2 separate regions of the Zea mays genome follow, and region 2 is linked to region 1. A link is a contact called in public Hi-C data. All regions are on one chromosome and are shown on one strand. The core of a region is the stretch at or near the end of the contact, and the rest is flanking DNA. Distances in the headings are between cores, read along the strand shown.

Region 1 (7,081 bases), core at 3,279-5,778:
TGGGCTGCAGCAGTACCTGCTGTTATGGGATTCAGTGAGGGGGTTGAATTATCCCAAGTTCCTGATCAGCACAGGTGGAGGAATGAGATCTCAGGGAATTTCTCGTCTAAATCTTGTTGAAAAATCTTATTCTCAGGTTCAACCACCTTTGAGCCATGGAAAAGGCTTTGGAAGACATGGGCTCCTCCGAAATGCAAATTCTTCCTGTGGTTGGCTATGAGGAATAGGTGTTGGACCGCTGACAGGTTAGAAAAGAGAGGTTTGCCACATCCAGATGCTTGCTCCTTATGTGATCAACAACAGGAAACAATTCAGTACCTCCTAACCTCATGCATCTTTACCCGTCAATTTTGGTTCAGTATTTTATCTCCTTTCAGCTTGGGCCACCTTACTCCTGCTGTTGATGAACCCTCTTTCGCGGAGTGGTGGAGACGTCTGGTTATTAGAGGGCACAAAAGTAGGAAAAAGGGGCTCAACAGTGTCATCATTCTGGGGGCATGGTGTGTATGGCTTCACCGCAACAAAGTAATCTTCAATGTGGAATCTCCTTCACTAGCAAGACTACAGAGAAGCTTCTTAGATGAACTTGTATGTTGGGTTATGGCTGGAGCTAAAAATCTAGGCTCACTAGACCTGGCTAGGGCCCCGAATGTAGTTGGCTCCGCTTCCTAATGCTTAGGGGCAGATGTTGGGAGGGTTAGTGTCTTTATGGACAGTTTTTTGTATGCTTGTTTCTGGCCTCCGTAAGGAGAGTCTTGTATCTGGGTCTTCTATAGACCTTTGTTTCTCTCTTCTTAATATATAATGGGGCGCAGTTCTCCTGCGCTTTTGGAGAAAAAAAATAAAACATAAGTATAAAATATAACAGCTACCTTGACATTTCCAAGAATTGGGTCATTGCTAATCATGTCAATAAGTGGTGGGGCAACAAGAGGTGTCCCTGTCGTAATCATGTCACCTTCCATTGGACTTCCATACACATTAACTGGATCCCATAGACTGGTAAAGGAAAGGTTGGCTTAAGAAATGCCTAAAAAGACAAAATAAGGAGAAAATAAGAATAACATTTTACCTGCATCCTCTGGTCAGTATAGATGCAAGGTCAAAACGAAAACCATCAACATGCATTTCTGTTACCCAGTATCTGCAACATCAAACTCAAATATTAGTGCATAAACAATTTATCTTAACAAATATATAGCTTAAACACTGATAGTCAATGACGAAATATCAATTAAAGAAAACTTGTTTCTTTGTTTTGTTTGAATACTAGAAATTTAAAATGCTTATATATTCAGGCAGCAAAGCATAAACATTGCTATCCATCCCTCAAAAACTTGCATCATCCAATAGAATGACAAGCGGCAGAAGGAAATTAGGAGCAATTTAACAGAAGTTATATACAGATTTGTACCTCAAGCAATCCACTATAAATTCACGGACTACAGGATGATTACAATTGAAGGTATTTCCACAACCAGAATAATTATAAAACTCTCCCTGCACAAATAAATGCTCTTCAAATAGCTTGTTATATAGACGTGAATCTATGAAATGGAATACATAAATACTTTGTGGTCCATGAAAGAACGATTACAAGATGAATAATGTATCTCACCTTAGGTGCAAGCATGTAGTATGTACTATTATCTATCCCCCTAAAGGATAATATTGGGCCTTTCTCATTACCTTCAGCTGTATGATTGAAGACAACATCCATGATCACCTAATAGTGACATATCTCCATGTCAAAAATGATATAAGGAAGCTCTTATTTCGGTTAGCATTCAGCCATTAACTTAAATTGGCTTGGTTACCTCAATTCCCCGTTTGTGGGCCTCCCTTACAAAAGCTTTAAATTCATTTATGGCACCACATCCAGAGTCTCTTATGCCACTTGAAGAATATCTTGCCATTGGTGAGAAAAAATTTATTGTGGAATATCCCCAGAAGTTCATCCTGGCACAAGGATGAACAATTATATGAAATAATGTGTCAATATATGAATATAAGTCAGTTGTGATCAAGCTATAAGGGTAAGGCACAAAATTGGAGATCACACTAGCAAATCTGGAAATGGGGGAAATATCATGGAAAATAGAACGAAAAGGTCATATACGATCATGCTCAATGAAACAAAAAGATATCAGTTCCAGAGTCCTATAAAACTGATGGCATCTATATACTGTAATCCAAATCCACATACTTCGAAGAGGAGCTGAAGTACTCTAGCTCATTGAACTCATGGCAGGGCATTAGCTCTATACAGTTCACTCCAAGTTCCTGTGAAGGGAGTTTATGCAGGTCAAACAAAGAGTTTAGTCATAAATGTTAGAATATAATATAAGTGAATTATCCATCTCTTCCTATAAGCTTAAGCTTTTGGGTTTTATTTAATTGTGCTAGTCAGGATTCGAATTCATGACCTCTGTCTTTAATACCATATTAAGTTACATGCACCAACCAATTCTTTCTATCCAAAAGCTTAAGCTGATAGGAGAAGGTTGACAATTCACTTATATTATATTCCAACAACAAACACATGCCAAAAAGTCTAAGACGACCAATACCACTGACAAGTTTACTGAGCAAAAACATTTATGTAAGCACAAAGTAAAATCTGTGTTTATGCCTATGAACTAATAGACTAGGGCAGCATTACTTGGCATAGTTGCAAAACCTAAACAAATGCATGAGGACACTTTCGCAGACTTATAGCTAGTCTGTTCGTAACAGTACCTTTAGATGGTCAAGCTTTGACACAGCACCAATGTAAGTTCCTGGGTGTTTTGTCTTGCTTGAGTTGTGCTTTGTGAATCCACGCAAATGCATTTCATATATGACAAGGTCCTTCTGATGGTACCCAAGGGGTAGGTCACCTTGCCAATCAAACTGCAAATGCAAACCCTTATCATACGAAATGAAATAACAAAGACAACATGAATACGCAGTAAATATAACTTCACTCCATTTGAACCTGCAAACGAGAAACTAAGTAACAGAACCAATGATCCTAACCTACAGTTGATAGTTCTAGCGCTTTGTTCAGTTAGTTCATCGGACTTTTCAAATCATCAATGACCAAATATATGCGGTGGTTTCTTTTTATTGTTTAATCGTGAGTGAGTCAGACATGGGGACATAAAACTGGAAGAGAAGGATACAGCATGAAAGCAAACAGGAAGGTAGTGTGAGCGAGAGTAGTTCTGGCTTACCTTATTATAGGGAAGAGGGATCATACCAGCCATTTGAGGCCAACAACTACCACCAGGCGCAGGCACACCATATTCACCTCGGCTTACCACTGCCTAGAGAAAACAACAACAAGAAGAAGTAAACAACTAAAACATGAGCAAGCACCCAGCAATCAGTTTCTGAGTGTGTCACAGCTCACACGCATAGCCAAAGTAAAGGACAACAGCCCGTCACCTTAGCGTATGGATCCACCACAACGTTGGACACATCGTAGTACTGTCCGCGCTCAGGGGCGAACACGCCATCGAACCTGTATCCGTAGAGCATGCCGTGCAGCTGGTCCCCGTGGATGAACACGTGCCACACGTTTCCCGTTCGGTTGAGCAGGGGATCGAGGGGCACCTCCTCGGTCACCCTATCCTGCATCATACCAGGAATACAGAGAACTCAGTCCATTTCAGCACCGGCGTATGCTATGAAGCCAAACAAATTAGCGTACAGCATCGGAGAAGCAAGTTATTCGAGAGAGAGAGAAATAGAGGAGTAAGTTATGAAGCCGACTTCCCTTCCATTCAAATTCCAAAAGAGAAGAAGAACGACACAGAAGGATCGCAGCACGCGTTGCAGAAATTGCATTCATCAAAGACTAGGGGTGGGGGATGCTCACCGCCTTGAGGTCGCCGGGAGCGAAGAGGCACAGCGACGCGGCGGAGGCACCGCTGGAGTAGACGGCGAAGTTGACACCGCCGCGGAGCGCGGTGGCGCCGAGCGGCGCGGGCATTCCCGCGAGCACCCGGCACGCGCCGCCCAGCGCGAACCTCTCCTCGGCCACCTCCTCGTCGTCGTCGTCGTCGTCCTCCTCCGCCTGCACCGCCTCGGCCACGGGCCGCGCGGCGGCGGCGTGGAGAGACAGCCGCCCCCGCCCCAGTCCCGCCACATTGGGCCGGCCCCGCACGCCGGCGCGCCACCGGCCCGCGGGCACGGCGAGCAGCGGGCGCGGCGACGAGACGCAGGGGAGCTGCTGCGCCATGGGGAGAGGAAGTGGAGGGGAGGGAGCCCAGTTCGTTTGGCTTTGGCCGATCAAGTAGTGCGTTCGAGTGGAGTGTGTGACGAGACGAGGTGGATGCGACGGAGCGCGGCTCGTCTTGGCTCCCGTGCGCGACGGTGTGAGGAGGGGCGGGTCCGGATCACGCACGCCGCCCGCTCGCTCACGCAGTGACGCTGACAGAGTGGGGCCGGAGCCTCGGATCGGCGGACGGCGGGGTCGGAGCGTGCGTTTTTTCACAGCCGGAAGCGTCTGCGTCTGCGTCCGGCCACCGTCGTCCACTCGGCCCGTGTCGTTTTTTCGCAGCGGGAGGCGGACGTGGGCTTTTTCTGTGGGGCCCGCGTACTGGCAAACACGATCTAGTTGCCGCTTTTCAGGCACTATACTATTCCACTTTTTATTATTTATACTCTTATATTCACCAAAAGAAAAGAACTAAACTTTTTTCATACTTTCACAGTGATACTTTATACATATACATATACATATAATAAGGTCTAGTTTGACAATCCTATTTTATCAAAAGTTTTACATTTTTTCAAAGAAATTAGTTTATTTTCTCTTGAAAAATAGGAATTTCTCAGAAAAATAGAGTTTACAAACTAGTCTTAAAATAATAAACCAATGCGATATTTCTTTTAAAAACGAGATATATGTATCTTATATTAATATACATGTATGTGGAGATAACAAAGGCTTGCTCAATTTGTACGGTGTGGGTGGTTAATTAACACAAAAGAGAATTCTCTCTTACTATGGTCTAGTAAAGTGACAATATAAATAAAATAGAAAAGGAAGAACCAAAGAGGATCTGAAGGAACGTACTCGGCAGCAGTCCCTAAATACTAAGAACTGTCAAACATATCTTTGGAGTTGGTTGATGAGATGGATCTAAATACTAAGAATTTGATTATTATGGTGTCTCAGCATGTGCTGTGCTATTTGAATAAGTAGAAATGAATTAATATTTAACAAAGTACATATGTTGACTTATTTGCAGGTTTTATTTGGAGGAACTCATTGGCTCAGACTCTAGACGCAGCTACAGAAAAGTGAAGAAGCAGCTGATCTTTTAATTAAAATCTGTCGTTATCTGAAGTTGGTGGCCACGCAGTTTTTTGCTTATCAGGGTTGGAGGTTTTTAAATAGGATTGAGTTGTAATGAGCCGTTTTTTAAAGTGAGTTTGAGTCGCTGATGAGTAGGGGAGTTATTAAGTCTTCTAGACTTATAATTTTGTTATGTTTTGTGAGATGTTTTAGATTTTTTTTTAAGTTATGTGAATTTGCGCTTACCCTCGAAATAGTAAAACCGGATTTTGGTCTATTATTTATCTAAAAAAAGAAGGTAGCAGTCCCTAGAAAATCTGGGAGCCCCTCTCCCTCGGCGCGTGTCCGGACCCGGGAGTGGGCCCCGTGGACATGGGCTTTTCTGTGGGGCCACCGTGAATCAAAGGGGTGCAGCGAAAGCTGCGAAACGTGAACGGGAGCATCACCGTCACGGCGTCGCCTAGATCCCCGTCGTTTCCCGCAACGGACGCACGCTCCGTGCACGGTGATCCATCTTTTGGTGCCGGCTGGTTCGTCGAAAGGAGGTAATAAATTAATTAATTACTAGGTTAGTTCCCGTGCGTTGCAATGGGAACATATTAATATCATGATAACTTATATATAAATGTGTTATATTGTTATGAAAAAAGATTTTGTAATTCATTGGTGATCCTGGCTATACATATACATTTTGTTATTTTAATCTACCTGTTTTACCACTACATTGCAACCATCAATATCATGCAGACCTATATATATGATAGTTCGGTGTCTCTGCGTTGCGACGATTTGCGACGACTCACAAATTATTAATAAAACGCGAGTGCACAACAATTACATGAAAACAAACAATATATCGACAATCGTACACTAATATATTCCTTTGTAGAGATATTGATAAGTCTTTTGTATGTTTGCATGAAGGATGACCCTTAGTGCATGGGCATTTAGGATTTAGCAACCCGCACGGTCCATGCATCATATGCTTTATAACCATCTTGTACAGTTGTGGGTACTTTTTCTTATCAGAGATCTCAGCCTAAGTTGGTAATACAATATATGACGATGTATCATGACCTCCATAGAATAATTTTGTATTGCAGGGTGAAAATTATAAAAAGGAGATCCTAAGCCTGTCATAAGGGGACAATGAGTTGTGACTATCAAAATTATTTTAACTCACAAATATAACCATTTTATCTTTTATGTTGCGAGGATATATGTTGTGGCATGATTTCTACATTACTTACATATGGATAAGTATTATGACAACATTCAACCCATCTAAAGATGAATCCTCTAAAACAGGTAGAGCAACTGAAGCAATTTAGAGAAATAAAATATTAGTGCACAATGCTTGCACGAAAACGAACAATACATATTATCTTAACCTCAATATCTCACAAAAATTTTATCAATAACCAATACACAACTAAACCAATACAAAGATCATATTCACTTTAAAGATTCGTACACCATAGAGAGAATAGTAATAGCACATAAGCCCTTAAAAACACACAAATTTTCTCATGCCCCAACACAAACAACGTCTCAAAATAGAAAGAGAACACCGAAGACGCAAAAGCCAGAATGAAATTCTTGATCCATGAACTACGAAGTGCACTGAAACTCTTCACAACACCTGCTGCAAGCTGAAGTATCCAGTGCAATATGCAAGCCCTTCGTGGTCCTCTGTAATCATCAGTGGAAGATTTGTAAGTTATGGCTACTACTGGAAGGATTAAAAAACTTAGACCACTCACATAACAATATCGGTTGTGAAGGATACATGTA
Region 2 (7,081 bases), core at 1,750-4,249, 290 kb before region 1:
GAGGCGGTCGTTAGCCTCGGCGCTGGCGATCACCCAATCGCCGCGCCAGTTTTCCCACCTTGCGCCGCCAAGGGTGGGGATGTAGGACACGACTGAGTTCGACCTTGTCTGGAAGTAGTAGGCGCCAAGGTGGTCCTTAGCCTTCCCAGACTTCACCAACACGAAGAAATGGCGGAAGAGGGAGGTACAGGGGGCCACCCCCATGAACATCTCGTGGAGGTGGACGAAGATGGCCGCCTGGAGGATGGAGTGGGGCGTGAGGTGCTGAAGCTGGAGCCCGAGCTCCTCCAGCAGCAGCAGGAAGAAAGGCGAGATCGACAGCACCAACCCGCAGGAGAGGTAGGAGACGAATAGCACGAACTCCCCGGCGGCGAGATCGCCGAGGGGAGTGGCGCCGGCACGGATCCTTCCGGCGAGCGCCGACTCGCTCCACCCGAGCAGGTTGCGCACCAGGTTGAGCGCCCCCTCAGACTGGAAACGCTCGGGATGAACTAGCGAAGCCATGGCGACTACGACGACACAAAGTAGAAGAGCGTGAATGCAAAGAGGCGTAGAGAGCTCGAAGGCGAAAGGGCGCAGCGATTGGGAGAGAATGTGAAAGCGTAACTGCTGCACGCGGGGTGAATCCCTCTTCAAGGTAGACTCTCCCGCTCACGCCCCAAGACGCTACAGGAAATCCCGACCGACGCACACCTGACGCCCAGGCGACCCAGTCTCTGACACGGGGACCCGGGCCCACAAGTCATACAACTGGAGTGCTGGACTTCGAGTGCGGAAAAAGTGAACCGCCGCCCGTGGTACCGTGCCTCTTCATCTCCGCCGCAAGAAACAACAGCCCAGACTATGACACGGGGGCCCGGGCCCACGAGTCATACTCCTTGGGTGTCGGTTCCCGGGTGCAGAAAAAGCGTACCGCCGCACGCGCCGGTAGTGTGCTTCCTCGGGGCCGCGGCAGAAGACAGAGAAGGTGATTTTTTAAACCAATGCAGCGGTATCGAGGCGCCTCGTGCGTGGCCCGGTGAAACCACCAGGTGTGGGGGCCGCGGGTCAGTCAGCTGCGGAGACAAATATGGTAGTTGGCGTGACCGAAGGCGGGTTGACGGGTAGTACGTCAGCAGACGCATGGAAGCGGCGCGCTAATCACCAATCAGGCTATTGGCCCCACCTGCAGGCTCACATCCTCCCATGAGGTGGACCCGGGAGCCACTGTCAGTACCCTAAAACAGGGGTACCCCTTACTACCGTATGAAGACGCAGTACCCACGCGACTATCTTTAGTCGCGTGGTAAAGGAGTTGTGCGTGGGACCAGACCATGGCTCGTCCCAGCCTCGGGCGACTACTCTGGGCCAGCGACAGCTCCCGACCCCTCCACGTGGATGGTTCCGGGGCCGCCACGTGGCCGGAGAAGATGATATACTCCGAGGTATCAACAGTGAGTCCGGACCCCCAAGGAAAAGTGTCGGACCCCTGTATATATAGATTGGGCCTCTGGGTAAGGTCCAGGACCCCACGGGCGCAAACCGGACCCTTAGGATGGGGTCCGGACCCCTCCATGTGGGGTCCGGGCCACTCACGGCAGGGTCCCAGGATTCTGGGATAGAGAATGCCCAGGCCTTAATCAAGGCCAGGCGGGGGTCCAGAGCCGACACGTGTCCGAACCTTATCGTTTACGCTTCTGCTCCCCGCCCAGGCCGAGCCCCGATGCTGCCACGTGGCATGGTGCACGTGACGTAAGCCAACGGGCGGAGCCTGACGTAAGGCCTCCGGGCTACGCGGCCTCTGCATTTATTGCGGATAAGGCGCGCCGCCTGTCCATTCCACTGGCAGGCGGTGTACCGTCTCTGCATTTAATGAGCCCTGTCCATTCCGCTGACAGGCGATGTGCCGCCTCCGCATTTAATGAGACATGTCCATTCTGCCGGCAGGCGGCGACCAGTCCGTTCCGCAGGCGGCGTGCCTGTCCATTCCATTGGCAGACGGTACGCCCATACTGTTGCGTGCACTATGCTCATCATCACTCGCGCGTTACCAAGGAAGCAGCCGTCGTATACCAATACTGCGTGGACTGTGGACATCGAGGCACACAGGAGATTGCACAGGCGTTAGTTACTCCTATAATATATTCCTTCTGTTATGTTCCTAGGCCCACATGTCGGGGCTCAGCATCCTTGTATGTGCCTCACTTGAGCTATAAAAGTGAAGGCACACGACGTTACAAGACAGATTCACTCAGACTCTCAGACTCACAAGTTTATACAAGCTCACAGACTCAATACAACACACAGTGGAGTAGGATATTACGCTCCGGCGGCCTGAACCACTCTAAACTCTCGTGTCCTCGTGTGTTCTTCCACCCTTCAATAGACAGGCAAAACGCTTACGGTGTGTTTGGTTTGACTTTTGGCTTTGGCTTTTGCCCCCTAAAAGCCAAAAGCCAACCAAAGGGCTAGATCTAGGAAGCAGCTTTTTCTAAAAGTCGACTTTCTCGCAGTGCAAATCTGAAAGCACCCCTGGACCTGCTTTTAGTGGCTTTTCGGATGGAACTGTGAAACATATATCGAAGAATTTTTAGCGACTTTTAGTGGTTTACACCAAACGGTTTTTAGCTTTTTAACAGCTTACAGCCTACAGCAGCTTTTTCCATAGCTCACAGCCCACAGCAACTTTTTTTACAGCCACAGCCCAACCAAACAGACCCTTAGTCCACTCCTCATCTTAGGATTTAGGGCGCGTGCGTTCCGCCACCCGGCCGGAGAATTTCCTCTCCGACAGCGTGCGTGAGGCCGTAAGGGCATAATCGGTACAACGCTTCACGGGCCCACCTGCCAGGTCCGCCAAAATTATCCGCGACTTGTTTTGATGAACGAGCAGGCTTAAGCGACCGTTTTTGACGAGTTAAACTTGAAACGGTGTATTTTGTGGAGCGGCAAGATAGAGCGATCCGTTTTGACAAATTCCTCCGACGGAACATCCACACCCCTGGTGGCCGCATCCACCTACGGCTTCCTTTTGGTGCAGCACACCTTCATCGGGCCCTCAGCGACCGACGCCGCCTCCGACGACAGCCCCTGGAAATTGGAAGCCAAACCCAGTGGCCATCGCAAAATCTGACCGCCGGCTACTGGCCTCTCCGTGCGTGTGACTGTTCGTTTGATTTCCAATTGGAAGCTGGATCGATGGAGATCGTGGATGAGAGGAGGCGACGGCGCCCTCTCTACCGGTTATAAAGGTGGCACCGCAGATGCTCCGGTCGGACCCGGCCCACCAGTCGAAACGGAGAGAAGGGTGAAGTCCTCCAACCAAACCTGAAAACGGCGGCACGCGGGTCGACTGGAAACAATACGGACGACTAGTGGCCTACGCCCTGCGGGATGCTGTGCCGCGGCCGACGCCGTCCGGGGCTGTGGCGGTGGCCGACGGCGCTGCGGCGGCTGTCCCGGCTGGCACCGCCTGCGCCTGCGCCTGCCGACCCGGTGGTGGTTCGCGTCGACGCCAACAACGTCGCGCGCTTGGGGGCGCCCAAGCCCCGGCCGAGGCCGCGGCAGTTGCTCTCACTGCCGCCGTTCCCCGCAGGGCAGGACCCTCTCCCAGGAAGGAAGGTGGCGCCGCGACGCGTGACGGCAGTGAGCTGGGTGAAGCACTATTTCGCCGACGTGCCGCAGGAGGCCGTGCAGGCTCATTTCAACAGGAGAATGGTATCTCTCTGCTTCTGCCCCCTTTTTGGACTGGCATTCCTAACCGCCGGAGCTTTGTTTGAATGGTCAGATTTTTTTTCCAATTAGTGTTGATTATGAATTGTTGAACTACTGATGTTATCAATCCTAGTTTAATTACTCATTTCAGTTACTTGCATCAGAACTTTTTTCTTGTTTGATAATAGCAACAGAGCCTCTTTCATATGCCTTAGTGTCTTCATAGCATCAGTTGAACACATAAATTTACTGAGTTAATGTCATAGCAGCTTGCACAACCTGTAGCTGTATGCATCTTTGGTTGAGCATCTAAGATAAAACAAAAACTATTTGCTATTCAGGTTTTTTCTGAGTGCTATGACCACAAGGTTTCAGCTGACAGCATTCGAACTCAGAAGCATCATCTGAAAAAGGTGCCAGCGAAGTATTTGCTCTATAACTCTTTTTGTATGTTGTTGTTGTACTTTGTGAATAAAGTAAATATGGTCCTCAGTTGGTTGCAGATAAAACATAATGATGCTATGGAGCCTGGAATGAGGATTCACCTTCCTGTTTCAGTGGCTGAGAGTGACATAAAGAAGCGTTATGAGACCATTCCGACTGCCACACTGCATCCTAATAAAGATGAGATCGAGTACCTGAGGAGGCTAGTCATCTACAGGGTATTTTTCTCCTTTGTAGGTTGTATTGCTAATGTCGATAGCCGATATATAGACTACATTCAATAATCTACATGACTACATTAATAGAGAAATGCTATTTTCTGTGGATAATAGGCCTCTGTATATCAGCATTTTTTTGAACGTAACGGCAGGAGCTCTGTCTTTCAATTAAGAAGAATATAATTGACCTAGTTTTAAGGAAAACCGGGCCTGAAACCTATATAGAATGCACAAACAGCCCAGACAACCAAAGCCCACACACACACAACCTATCCAGAGTTATCGTTGCCGAGCTTGACCCAAGGGACAAACAACTCCGACTGCGCAAGACGGGCCACACATGGCCAAAGGAAACATCATGATGACGCCTAAATCCAAACACCGACACAGAAGGAGGAAGATCGCGGTGTGTCGTCATTGCCAAGCCTCAACACATCCCACGTGAGGAAGCTCTGATTCTTCACTAACGAGCTTGATCCTCCGCCCTGCCCCCGGCAATTACCCAAACCTCCGAAACAATCTAGCCCATGAAGAAGGGGGTTTCTTAGCTGTCATCATTACCGAGCCACATCCCCTGATGCAGTAGCTTCGACTTCATGTTGCAAAGGCCCACCTTCACCCGCAAATCAGACATCGAGAAGCGAAAGCAACCACCGAAGGCTATGCCGTGGCCAAGACAAACTTCAATGTGACGCCTTCAGGAAGGGACTAGGGAGTGACTTCGGGGACGACACTGTCGCGTGTCCGAGATGGACCGGGCTTTCGCCCAAGGAAGACAATGTTGGGGGATGCGACACCCCCAACACGGGAAGCGGTGCCCACGGGCGTCACCATCGCCGATCCTTTTGCCCAAGAAGCCCTCCAGCACCAACGTCAGGCCAAGATCCACCGTCGCCGCCGCCCTGACATCCCGCATGAACCCCTATAGAGGGACACCGACGCGCCGGCTGTTGCAGCAGCCGCAAAACTGCGTCGGCCGCCACCCCCTCCGGGTGGGCACACAGAACCGGACAACACCTTGTCGTGTGCGTCACACCGGCGCGAGCTAGAGCCAATGCGTAGCCGCCGATGGCTCTGGCACATGCGGCCACCGAAGCCAGCTGCCGCTGGGCACCCTGCCGCCACCACCACCCTGCGCCAGCTCGAGCCACTGGCCGCGCCGCCGCGGAACTGGCCCGCACATCCTCTTCGGCGCCAACAGCAGTAGCACCCACACCGCCAACACACCGCTTCACCAAAGCGAACCTCGCCAGCAACACCTGCCAAGATGCGGGGGCCACACAGCCGCTGCGCACCCACTCGACCATGCACGGAACCGGCACGAGCCACCATGGTCATGATAGAACAGGGAGGCCACGGATCCGACCTTCAACCGATTGGCGTCCCACGGGAGGTGTCGCCAGGAGAAGCCACGATGCCCACCACCGACCACGGAGCTGAGATCCGCACCAGCCCTAGCCGATCCAGCCAAGGGACAGCCATAAGAAGCTCGCGTCGATGTCGGGGACGCCTAGGCCGGACCGCACAATAGCACACCTGCCACGGGATCAGCACCGGTGACAGCCCCGGCTGCCCAGCCCACAAAACTGCGTGTCACGGGCCACCAAGCCTTACGCCAGAACAACTTCGAGGTGTTGACGCCGAGGGCCAGCACCGCCCGGCTCCGGCAGCCGTGCCCCTGCGATGAGTACCTCGCCGCCTTCGGAAAGCCGCGCTAGCGCCGAGCCAAGAACCTCCCCGACCGCCTTGGACCCGCCTAGCCGAGCAACCCCACGGGCCAGCCGTGATCCCCGCTGCCGCCATCCTGGCCGGCGGCCTGCTCCGGTGGCGGCGCAGCGGGAGAGGGGAGGGAGGGGGAGAGGGTGCAGCGGCGGCTAGGGATGCCGCCTGAGTCGCCCGTGCTGGAGGACAAGTGGGCAATGCGGGGGCCCAGACTTCTTTGCAGTGACTCTACAACTGGCCATATGTCAGTATTTTCCAACTTGGACATATAGCATTTTGAAATGGAATAAATGAACACATCAATCTGTCTGCATATCTGTTAACTACAAAAGAGCATTCATGATTTGTTAAGCTTGTACATCAATAAAGGTGTCAGCTTGTCATCATTACAGTGTTTCAGATTTTACTGCTTTTGTTTTACATGATTCAGGTTCAATGCAATAAGTTGAAGCTTTTCAATCACAGGACTCTGCTATATTGGTGCTTAACAAGCCCCCCAAAGTGCCCATGAAAGGACATTTGCCAGTACATAACAGCATGGACGTGCTTGCTGCTGCAGCACTGTCATATGGAAGCGAGGAGGGTCCAAAATTGGTGAGCTCACGAGTTGTGTTTCTGTTTGACTTTTGGTCACTGTGTAAAGATCTCTTTTCCCTGTGCCTTGTGAGCTCAGGTCCATCGACTGGACAGAGAAAGCAGCGGTCTGATTTTGATGGGCAGAACAAAAGAAAGCTTTACTCGGCTGCACTGGCTTCTCACTAGTGTAAACTTAGCTAGAACATCTTCTCAGGTAATCATCAATTCATTGATTACTGAGCCTTTGACTTAGCTGCCATATTCCATCTAAATTATTGCGATGAATTTACCTTTTCTGATTGCTGCATACTAACTAATATCTTGCATTCTTGGCATATGCAGACATGGAATAAAGCCTGTGAAGCATACGCACAGAAGTATTGGGCACTAGTCATTGGTACTCCTAAAGAAAGGGAAGGAGTTATATC

What was found. A called contact is a pair of places that touch in the nucleus more often than the background predicts.
Region 2: a Hi-C map of root tip shows a contact between it and region 1, with 6 times the contacts expected there. The contact joins the promoter of LOC100381582 here to the promoter of LOC542318 in region 1. A contact is called at or near these places in 11 of 25 Hi-C or Micro-C datasets (bundle sheath, ear, endosperm and 5 more).

What each region holds. Positions count from the first base shown.
Region 1 is chr4:43,427,375-43,434,455 of Zm-B73-REFERENCE-NAM-5.0, reverse strand. It overlaps LOC542318 (sugary 1), which reads right to left and starts at 4,528. Exons shown (of 18, transcript XM_008680135.3): 1 at 3,863-4,528; 2 at 3,430-3,615; 3 at 3,216-3,308; 4 at 2,740-2,892; 5 at 2,207-2,283; 6 at 1,818-1,959; 7 at 1,619-1,726; 8 at 1,415-1,500; 9 at 1,073-1,144; 10 at 873-999. The coding sequence starts at 4,225.
Region 2 is chr4:43,717,028-43,724,108 of Zm-B73-REFERENCE-NAM-5.0, reverse strand. LOC100381582 (RNA pseudouridine synthase 3 mitochondrial) reads left to right here and starts at 2,999. Exons shown (of 8, transcript NM_001412104.1): 1 at 2,999-3,696; 2 at 4,035-4,106; 3 at 4,187-4,355; 4 at 6,543-6,671; 5 at 6,751-6,867; 6 at 6,996-7,081. The coding sequence starts at 4,215.